3 separate regions of the Mus musculus genome follow, and regions 1 and 3 are each linked to region 2. A link is a contact called in public promoter capture Hi-C data. All regions are on one chromosome and are shown on one strand. The core of a region is the stretch at or near the end of the contact, and the rest is flanking DNA. Distances in the headings are between cores, read along the strand shown. Region 1 holds the start of Tgm2 (transglutaminase 2, C polypeptide). Region 2 holds the start of Ghrh (growth hormone releasing hormone). Region 3 holds the start of Vstm2l (V-set and transmembrane domain containing 2-like).

What was found. Promoter capture Hi-C pulls out the DNA fragments that hold promoters and counts their contacts.
Region 1: a contact with region 2 is called in a promoter capture Hi-C map of neural stem cells. The contact joins the promoter of Tgm2 here to the promoter of Ghrh in region 2. A contact is called at or near these places in 1 of 39 promoter capture datasets (neural stem cells), 2 of 115 datasets of contacts at active chromatin or transcription factors (both in embryonic stem cells) and 1 of 9 other capture datasets (embryonic stem cells).
Region 3: a contact with region 2 is called in a promoter capture Hi-C map of embryonic stem cells, with 3 times the contacts expected there. The contact joins the promoter of Vstm2l here to the promoter of Ghrh in region 2. A contact is called at or near these places in 7 of 39 promoter capture datasets (the 3T3-L1 cell line, embryonic stem cells, hematopoietic stem and progenitor cells and 3 more), 1 of 484 Hi-C or Micro-C datasets (the G1E-ER4 cell line) and 1 of 9 other capture datasets (adipose tissue).

The regions. Positions count from the first base shown.
Region 1 is chr2:158,144,535-158,147,734 of GRCm38.p6, forward strand. Tgm2 (transglutaminase 2, C polypeptide) reads right to left here and starts at 1,858. Exons shown (of 13, transcript NM_009373.3): 1 at 1,757-1,858. The coding sequence starts at 1,766.
Region 2 is chr2:157,344,898-157,348,163 of GRCm38.p6, forward strand. Ghrh (growth hormone releasing hormone) reads right to left here and starts at 1,758. Exons shown (of 5, transcript NM_010285.3): 1 at 1,675-1,758.
Region 3 is chr2:157,913,101-157,916,446 of GRCm38.p6, forward strand. It overlaps Vstm2l (V-set and transmembrane domain containing 2-like), which reads left to right and starts at 1,553. Exons shown (of 4, transcript NM_198627.2): 1 at 1,553-1,831. The coding sequence starts at 1,711.

The DNA of each region.
Region 1 (3,200 bases), core at 608-3,107, 800 kb after region 2:
GTGAGGGCAGCAATGTATCACCCTATCCTTACTTTACGGATGCCCAATTTTCTCCAAAAGAAAAGGCTTTAAAACGACAGCTCGGGAGTATTAAGGACCTGTGTTTTCATTCTCTGTGTTGCTTTGTGATCCTAGACAAGTGAACCTCAAAGGGTGCTAAGAAGTCAAGAGGGGGGGGAGGCAGCCCCAGAGAGAGGCGTGCACTGTGAAGTTTTATTTTCAGTTCCAGGAGGAGCTGAGGACCTGGGTAAGCACTAGGTGACAGGTGTGGGATGGGATGGGGTGGGGGTGGGGTCTGAACAGGCTCATGGTCAGGTCTAGGGAGTCCTTCTGCTTGAGAGAGTAGGCACTCTCAGAGATTTCAGACCACTGAAGGACATGTGATCCCACTGAGGCCCAGGGTGAGGACTGGCCCAAAGTCTTCCAGCCTAGTTTCCGGGCCCCCTGCTGTGCACAAGTTCCAAATTCAGGGAAACCATCCTGGAAGTACAGAAGGCTTCTACAAAAACCACCTCAAGTGAAAGGTCTGTGGCCCTTGCTACAAATCAAAAAGCAGGTGCCTGGTAATGACCGACCACACCACAGCAAAGAAGTTAACGCCACTGCCACTGAGGCTGGGCAGACCCACAAAATCCTCAACGTTGGAAGGCTCAAGCAGGAAAAAGGCCATTTTTCTAGAAGCCCTGGTGGCAACCATCCCCTGGCCTGGGGAGACAGGGTGGAGTACCCCACCCACACAGGCTGAAGGGTGCAGTAGCCAGGGTTCAGAGTCATAGAGGCCAGGGGGAACCTTGGTGGAGGAAGCCCCAGCAGAGTAATCCGGGGCTGTCTCTGAGGTCCCCCAGATTTTGGGGATAGGGATGGAAAACTGCCTTGCAGATAAGCAGCCCCTTTGGTGACACTTCACAGCCTGTTGAGGTTTCAGAAAAAGGAGTGACCGAGGCCTCTGGAATTTCCCTGTTTGCTTCAGGTCCCTCTGAACATCCCCTCTCTTGCCTCATGTCCCTTCTCTGAGGTCACAGTGCAGGCAGATGCCATCCCTGAATGGACTTGACCTTATAGTCAGCTGGGATTCTGGTCTGACCGTGTTAGGAACATCCTCCATTGTACAAGTCCTGACTCATGTGATCCCGAGTGTTTCCCATGCACACATGTGAGCACATGTGAAGGAGGCAGGCAGGGAATGAACAGGACCCTGGACCCTCTCCACTCTTCTCAGCCCTGTGGCTGTACCAAGGCTGGTCCAACTGCCCCTAACTTACAGCAGAGAACCCTGAGCTTCAACAAGTGGACAAGGAGAATCTGGGCTTGGAGAACACGAGGGCTCAAGAGGACCTGAAAGAACAGGCAGGCCTGGCTTCAGTGGCGCTCCACCAGATGCTGGAATTGAGACCACAGAATCAGCCAGGAAAGTTGTACCCCTTTCCAGGCACAGAGAAAAGCCAAGTGCCCCCTGCGCTGGCCAGCATCCCTGAGTGGCTCCCCTGCACCTGGCACACAGCAGGGACCCAGTTCTTAACTACTTATTGGGAGACCCATGACAGTAACTCACCCTTCCCAGTACACCTTCTGGGTAGCATTTTCACCTCATCCAAGGGGCAGAATTAACGGCTATGCCCTGGGGTGGGGAAAACTGAGGCCAACAATTCAGGGCCAGCAAGGTGCCTCCCATTGGCCCACCTGTCGCTCTCCTCTGGAGCTTTGGAGACAGCCCAGCCTGCTCCCGACTCTACCTCCCCGCGGCCCAGGCACTCACCCTCTGCCATGGCCAGGCTAGCGGCGACAGCTCAGACGCAGCGGGACACTCAAGCGAGGATCACCAGCGCGGTGCTGCGGACCAGCCGCGCGGCGCGAACTTATAGCCCAGGGCGGCCGGGCGGCCGGGCGGGCCCCGGGCGGGGCGGGGCGGACACCCCCGGCTGTCTGTCCGGGAACTAAGGCTGCCGGGAGCGCCCCCTGCTGGACACAGGACGACCTCGGAACAGACACCTGGAGCGTGTGACCAATACCCTAGACACAGAGATATGCTCCACAAGCCAAACCAGTGGCCAAGAACACGCACCTCTCCACACATATACATGAATATACCACACACACACACACACACACACACACACACACACACACACACACAGATACGTATGCACATACATACCACATCCATACATACACATAAACCATCTACACATGTATACTATACACACACATACTGCATGCAAACACATGAACATGCCATACACACATGCACATGGAGCAGGCACACACACACACAACCAAGCCGACAGATAACCATAGAGATCCACACATAGTCCCATAGAATCAACTAACAATTTTGGACACACAATGCTTAAAGGAACATCCCACATTAAGTCACATTGCAAACCTAGAGAGCCAGGACATAGGCATAGCCAGACACGGGGCTGGGTTTCCACGAAGCCACATATAACCCTCAAATGCGTAGGTATCTGGATGTGGGTGCTTATAGACTCTTGGCAGACAGGGGTGCAGGTACTGGCACGCGGACTCCCACAGACACCCATACCCTTCCTGTCCCACCCAGCCACTCATTCCGATAATTCCCCCACCCACCCATTGCTCGCCCATCCTCTTGCCTATCCCTGTTCCCATCCCTCTCCCTGTGCTAGCCCACTGTGAACTACAGCCAGAAGAGCCCAGGGACCACCGTACCGCTGACCCTTCCCATGGACCAACTCCATCCTGGCTTCTCTGATGACAGCTTGCTAAGCTCCCTTACCACCATGGAGCCTGAGTGGGCGACTTCTTGAAAAGGCATAGGCCTGTGAATCCCTCTAGCCCTTCTTCTGGAACACATTGCATGACTGGCCGCTTTGACCTGAGAGGATACCCCCAGACTCTATTTGAGTGTGACTCAGGGTGCCAAGACAAGCCCATACAGTCCTTGGGGACCCCGGGGTCACCCCACTTTATGGTAGTTGTTATAGAAATTGCTCCCTGTGACTGGTGAAGGACCAGAGGGAGGAGTTGGCGAGTGACCACCAGACAAGAGGCAATTCTTGATTACGCATGCTGCCCCTGACAGTTAGGGGCTCAGGGAGGTATCTCGCCTTTGGGGGCCTCCATTCCATCCTGTGAGGAATAAGGACAAGAATTCATTCCTCATGAGTTTGAATGGGGCATAGTCAAAGTGGTCAACACTAGGGACTCTTGAGCCCAGGCTG
Region 2 (3,266 bases), core at 508-3,007:
GGAAGGGATGGGAGCACCATTTGCACATGTTGGGATTGGAGTATCATGAGACCTCCAAGAAACCCTGGGGACCAGGTGGCTGGGTCTGGTCCAGATCTTGGAAGTGAGAGTTGCTTCTCTAAGCTGCCTCCTTCTTCCCTCCCTTCCTTCCTTGAAGGGCACAGGAGTCAGAAGCAGGGTGGGGATGGGGAGACCTTGGTAAATTTACACCTACCTTCAAGACAGTGGAAGTGGATGTAGAAAAAGGGAATCCAGGCCAGTGAGATGGCGCAGCAGATAAAGGTGCTTCCCACGCAGACCCAAGCACTTCCATTCCATCCCTGGGACCCGCATAAGTTAGAAGGAGAGGGGGCAGCCCTGCAAAGTTGTCCTCTGACCTCTACACACACACTAATAACAAAGTCAAAAGGGCTGGAGAGATGGATCAGTGGTTAAGAGCACTGACTGCTCTTCCGAAGGTCCTGAGTTCAAATCCCAGCAATCACATGGTGGCTCACAACCATCTGTAATGGGATCTGACTCCCTCTCTCTTCTGGAGTATCTGAAGAGAGCTACAGTGTAATTACATAAAGATATAAAAGGAAGGAAGGAAGGAAGGAAGGAAGGAAGGAAGGAAGGAAGGAAGGAATTGAAAAGATCCCAGGGAGGAAGCAGCTGCTCTGTCAGCCTGGACCCAGAGGAGCAGATGCTCATCCCATAGAGATGGGATCTCAAAACTAAGATTCTCTTCTTGTCTGAGTCTCCCAGAGGCAAACCCCACCCTCAGGTTCACAACATCCAGATCTGAAGCCTGGGGGGTGAGAGGGAGAAGAAACAAATGGGTCCCTGCAAGAGAGGAGGGCAACTGCTTAGTGGGAGAACCCCGACGGAGCATCCCTGGGGTCCCGGGTTCCACCCTCAGCACCAGAAAAGGAATGAAGATCCGTGAGAGAAAGCCGGAGGAGACTGACAATTTCAGCGAGCAATTGTGGTGTTTGTCATCTCCCTCACTGGACTGTTTTGAAGCAAATCCCAGACTGGTAAATATTTCAGCACGTATCTCAAGCAAGAGAAGGGTTCTTTCTTTAACAGAGTCACAATCCCATTATCATCCTTTAAGGAAAGAAAGAGTCTAACGGTAATTCCTATAGAGGGCAATTTGACGAAGCCTCAGAATGGAAGCCAGGCCAACGGTCCTTAAGCCACAGCCATCACAAACCCATGATAAGGAATTTAAATTCTCCCAAGATAATTATAGCCAAGGTGAAGAGGAGATTGGAAAGGCAGGGATTTTAGAAGCTTTTGGGGGGGGGGCCTGGGAAGGAAATGTTATTTTAAAGGGTGGTGGGAATGAGGTATAGAAACATTTGTAGAACATAAAAGAAAAACGGTTTTCTTGATTCCATTTTTCTCACCCAGGGGCCTTTAGTCATAAATAAGAAACGGGTACCAGGTCTGAAGTGAACCAAATCAGATAAAAATAACAAAAGAGGAATGGCTAAATGCAACAAAAGAGATGGACCCAGCTCATTTCCCACCCAGGCTATGCAGTTCCGTGCACTTCACAAGGAAGGGTATTTAGCCATATTGCTGTTCATCAGAGGTCTGTGAACTCCTATGAACCAATTAGTGAGGATATTGTCCCTCAGTAGCGGCAGCAGGAGAGCTAGGTTCAAAATTTACATGTCTACTTACTCTGTGATGTTGTGGGAGCCAGATGAGCAGGGAGCCGCAACCAGGAGAGACCTGCGACCTGGAGAGCCGGCCTGGATCACCAGTGATGCCCAGGCCCTGACGATCTCATCTTAAGGCCAGCAGGAGCAGGACTCCTCCTTCTCTGCCCTGGGCCTGTATGTTCCAGAGCACGTACATGGCCTTTTGGCTCCACTTCTGCTACTCTGAGGTAGTCATCACCAGTTTTCGGGTTATAGGTTAAATTTCCTCTCTGAGTAAGGTCATGTCCAGATAGCAAGCACCTCAGGTCCTTTTCATGCAAATAAAATATTCCCTTCACTGTGGCCTTGGCCAGTGATGCACATTCTCTCTGAGTGCCCCTACTCACTCCCCAAAAGTTTAAATAGCATTTGTGCTCCTCAACTGAATGAGTTGCTCAGTAAAGCCTGCCTCCAGAGTCTGTTCGTTTTGTTTTGTTTTGTTTTGTTTTGTTTTGTTTTGTTTTGTTTTTTCAAGACAGGGTTTCTCTGTGTAGCCCTGGCTGTCCTAGAACTCACTCTGTAGACCAGGCTGGCCTCGAACTAAGAAATCTGCCTGCCTCTGCCTCCCAAGTGCTGGGATTAAAGGCATGCACCACCATTGCCCAGCCAGAGTCTGTTCTTGTTGGGCTCACAACAGCCTGAGGTTTCTATCACCTCCAGCCATTCCTGCCTTGATTTCCCATTTAGGCCACCAGTCAATTCCCTGGCATCGTGCCAATCAGGGAAGAGGAGCAGGTGGCACTGTTACTCTTTAATATTGGGCAAGTTAGAGCCTCTCTCTGAACTGATTTGTGAACCGAAGGTGGTAGACTCCAGATTTGATGCGCCAATAAACTACCTAATAAAGCGGTGTGCAGCTCCTGGGGTTCAGAACGTGTTCCTGGGACTTGGCTCGGTGTTCCGTGGCATCTGCAGAACGCTCCAATAAGCTCAATGAAAGGTGCCATGGAGACGCCTTGTGCTTATTATGCCGGTTCGTGCCTTGGAAAACAGTCAGGACTGTATTCTACGGACCCCTGGAAAGAAAACGGAAGGCAGCCCTTGGGGAGCCCCTAGGAGGTGGCTAGGAAGGCGTGCTGTCCGGATGCCGCTTCCAGCCATCCACAGATGGGCTGGGTTGCCCAAAGCCCAGGAAACAAATTGAACAAATCAGCTAAAATGACTGTCCAGTGTCCCGTTTCCACACACCATGGCACAGAAAGGGATTTGGTGGGTGGTTGCCAGGGACCGGGGACTGCAATGAAGCTAGAAGAGCGGGGCCTGACCGAGCATGCCGGATGTTGCTGTCCTCTGTTTCTGGATCCTGGGACAGGGGCCTGTGGAATTGTGTATGTCCAGAGCCTTAAGAACTGGTGTTGGAGAGGAGCCAGACAGAGTAGGCGAGAAACAAAACAGACTCTGTCCTATGTGCAGAAGAGAAGCCCTTTTCCCGAGTGAGTCTTGCTTCTGACAGGCTGCGGCATCTGGAGAGAGGAGACTCGACTCCAGCTGCTCCTGCTTCTATTTCTAGTTCCTCCAGTGGGCCTCGCCGGCTCCCATCACCAGGTCTCTTGCTCATCCAGCCCTCATCCA
Region 3 (3,346 bases), core at 303-2,802, 570 kb after region 2:
TCTGTCTCTCTGTCTGCCCCTCTTCATATTTTGAAATGTATTTATTTACTTCCAATCTGCGTTTGAAGAGGAGAACACTCGGGTCCGATCCCCGGTTCTGCCACCACAGTGTTCTGGAAAGATCTTGGATAGGAGTTTAAAGAGCCTCTGCACAGCTGGCTGATGCTGAAGAGGAGCTGTCCGTGGTGCTGAAACTGTGCCTCTAACATGCAACACCTAGCAGGGAGGGAAACTTGAGTTGATCCTGGTGACAACAGTATACTATCCACCATAATATCTGAAAGGGGCATAGGGAGACAGAATAAAGACAGCAAGCACGGTGTGTCACTCCGCTTTTTAGATCTCTCAAACTTTAGGTACTGTGAGCCGTGCTGGAAGCTGGATCCCTGCGGTGCTGTGTGTGTGGAGCGGGGATCTGTCCACGGTGCTGAACCCTCGCATCTAATCACCCCCGAGGCGCTGTCCGCGGTTCTTAAAGGATGAAACGAAAAGGGTGCTGTCCGCAATGCTGAAACAATGCCTGCCGGCGAAGGCAGAGGAGAAATGAGGGTAGGAAGAATCCTTCCCGGGGTCCGAAACCTTGCTCCGGATCTTCTCAAGACCTCGGAGAAGGCAGCCTTATGAAATAGGCTTTTCTTTAAAATAACCCCCCAACCCTCTTTTCCTGTCACAAAAGCCTCAGTTAAAGAGTCAAGGAAGGAATCAGAATTGGACTGCCACTCTTGGGAATGAAAGAGTCTTCATGGTTTACACACACAGACACACACACACACACACACACACACACACACACACTCCATCTAGACCTTTCATCTAGGGAGAGCCTTACAGTCCAGAAGGGGGCGATCCAGTTCACTGTGTAGAACCCCAACACCTCTAAGCTAGGAGCCCCACTAACTGCTGAGTCCCAGAGACAGGAACCACAATGATAACTACATTGTGTGGGCGCCACGATGTTCCCCACTTTACCCACCTAACTCCAAAGACCCCCCCCCCCCCAACCCCCGACACACACTGCTTCTGGTGGTGGCGTCTGTCCCCATTTTTCAGACGAAGAACTCGAGGACAGGAGAAACTACGCGTGATCACACGGGGACCCCAAAGCTGCCAGATCTTAAACTAGTTCACCTATGTCTCATCCCGGGTGCGCCCCCCACCCCTATTCACCTGTCCTGCACCTCGCCTGGCCCTGGCCCCAACACTACCCAGCTGGCAAAGTTGAGCGGCCCCTCCAGCGCACGGGTCTGGTGGCAGGTCGGATGTTTATCCCCAACGATCGGATTTCGACTCCCAACACCCTAGTGTTCCGCCCTGCGGGGGGTTAGGTCCCCAGGTGGCCTTCCACCCCCGGGCCTGCCCCACCCCCGCTCCCGCGCGGGAGGCCAGTTGCGAGTACCGCTTTAAAAATCCCAGCCTGGGCAAAACTTTGATGATAAATCAAGCTGCGGATCCCTCCGCCGCCGCCGGCTCAGGGCGGGGAGCGAGGGGGAGGGCGGGTGCGCGGCGGCGCGGAGTGGCCTTCCGCGCAAGCGAAGAGTCCCGCAGTCGGAGGCGGCGGGCTGGGCGTGCGCTCGCTGCCTGCAGCCGGGGCCGGGCCGGGGCCAGCAGGAGAGGGCGGCGGCGGCGCCGGGCAGGGTACGGCGGGCGCGGGCTTTGCGGGCTGCGGAGCCCCGATGTGAGGCGGCGGCGCCCCCGGCCGGAGCGCGCAGCATGGGGGCCCCGCTGGCCGCGGCGCTGGGCGCCCTCCACTACCTGGCACTTTTCCTGCAACTCGGCGGCGCCACGCGACCCGCAGGCCATGCGCCCTGGGACAACCACGTCTCCGGACACGGTGAGTTTGCGCGCAGCCCCCACGGACTTCCCCCCACTGAACCCCACCCCGGTCGCAGCCGCTCCAACTTGGCGGTCGCGGTGCTCGAACCTGCGCCGACTGATGCTATGGCCCAGAGTTCCGGGGCGCCCTCTGCTGGGACTGGGGACCCACCCTGTCTCCTATCGGGGCCAGCTCTGCGAGAAGGGGTTCCCAAGAGCACACTCGCTCTGGCCCCAGCTCGCAGAAGACCCCCTCCACGCGCGTACACACTCACACGGATACACACACCTCTGCGACCATACAGATGTCTCCAACCGCGGACACACTCAGCCACGCTCACTGCATCCCACACTCACAACTCTGCACATCCCCTCTGAGCCTCTCCTCGCTGGTAAATATACTTGTGCCCACTACGCACACGAATCAGACACTGGCTGGTGGCTCACCCTGCCAGCTGGCACTCGGGCACACACGCTTCGCTTCGCCACAACTCTTGCCTGTCTGCCTGCAGACACGGATACACATGCACGCACGCACTTGTGCACACACTTTGCCCACCCACTTCTCTCTGCCCCGATTCCTTTCTCCTTTGTGGGTTTAACGCTGAAACTGCTCCTGCATCCTCTTCATCAGGATCCATCCCTTCCACGGCCGGGAATGGTCCTGAGGGGCGCCAGATGCTGTTGCTTAAGACCTGCTAGCCTGGGTGGCAGCTTCCTTTGCCATCCATGTGGGTGGGTGGCATCCAGGGGTAGGGACAGTCTGGGGATAAGAAGGTAGGGACGGAGAGCTGGGATACACTGGAGTAGTTGAGGTCTATTCTTTCAGCTAGAGGCCAGGAGTAAAGAGGAATGTAGGGTGTTTGTCCCTGGGGGGATCATGAACCCCTTGAATCCTACAGGACACCCCCATCTCGGGGACCCCATCTCAACCTTGCCCCTAGAGGACTGAAATGTTGAACTCCAGCATTGTGGGAGCAAGGAGAAAGCAAGTGCTGCCTGCACGAGTGTCTGAAGCGCCTTTCCTCCCCACAGGAGCCCAAGTTGGCAGCAGAGTTGGGTGGTGTGGGGCAGGCAGCTGTGGAGGCTCCCTGCCCCTGAGCCATGCTGTGTGATGGGGCAGGGGTGGTTGAAACCAGAGGTGACCCTGCTTCCGTCCATCCCTTCCCTCATCAGAGGCTACAGCACACGTGCTGTGCTCTGTGTGCCCAGGCTGGGAGAGGTTTGAACAAAGGGCTGAGAACAGGATGATTTCTTTTGATGGGAGTGAGTTAAAGGTGTGCGCCAGAGCCTGGAAACCCAGGCAAGGCCTTTTACAGGTGTGCTGCACGATTGGGGTTGCTCCAGAGGGAGGGGTTTTCAAAGCCATGCTCAGAATTCCTGTGCCTAAGGGAAGCCCAGATCCCCGTATCTACATACACCTCACCTCCTCGCTATGTTGGACAAAAACCTCTCACATACCTTGATGTCCATCATGATTTCTGCTGGCCTGGCAGGAAAGGTAGAAAACAGGGAAAGGACTATTTTGATGCTC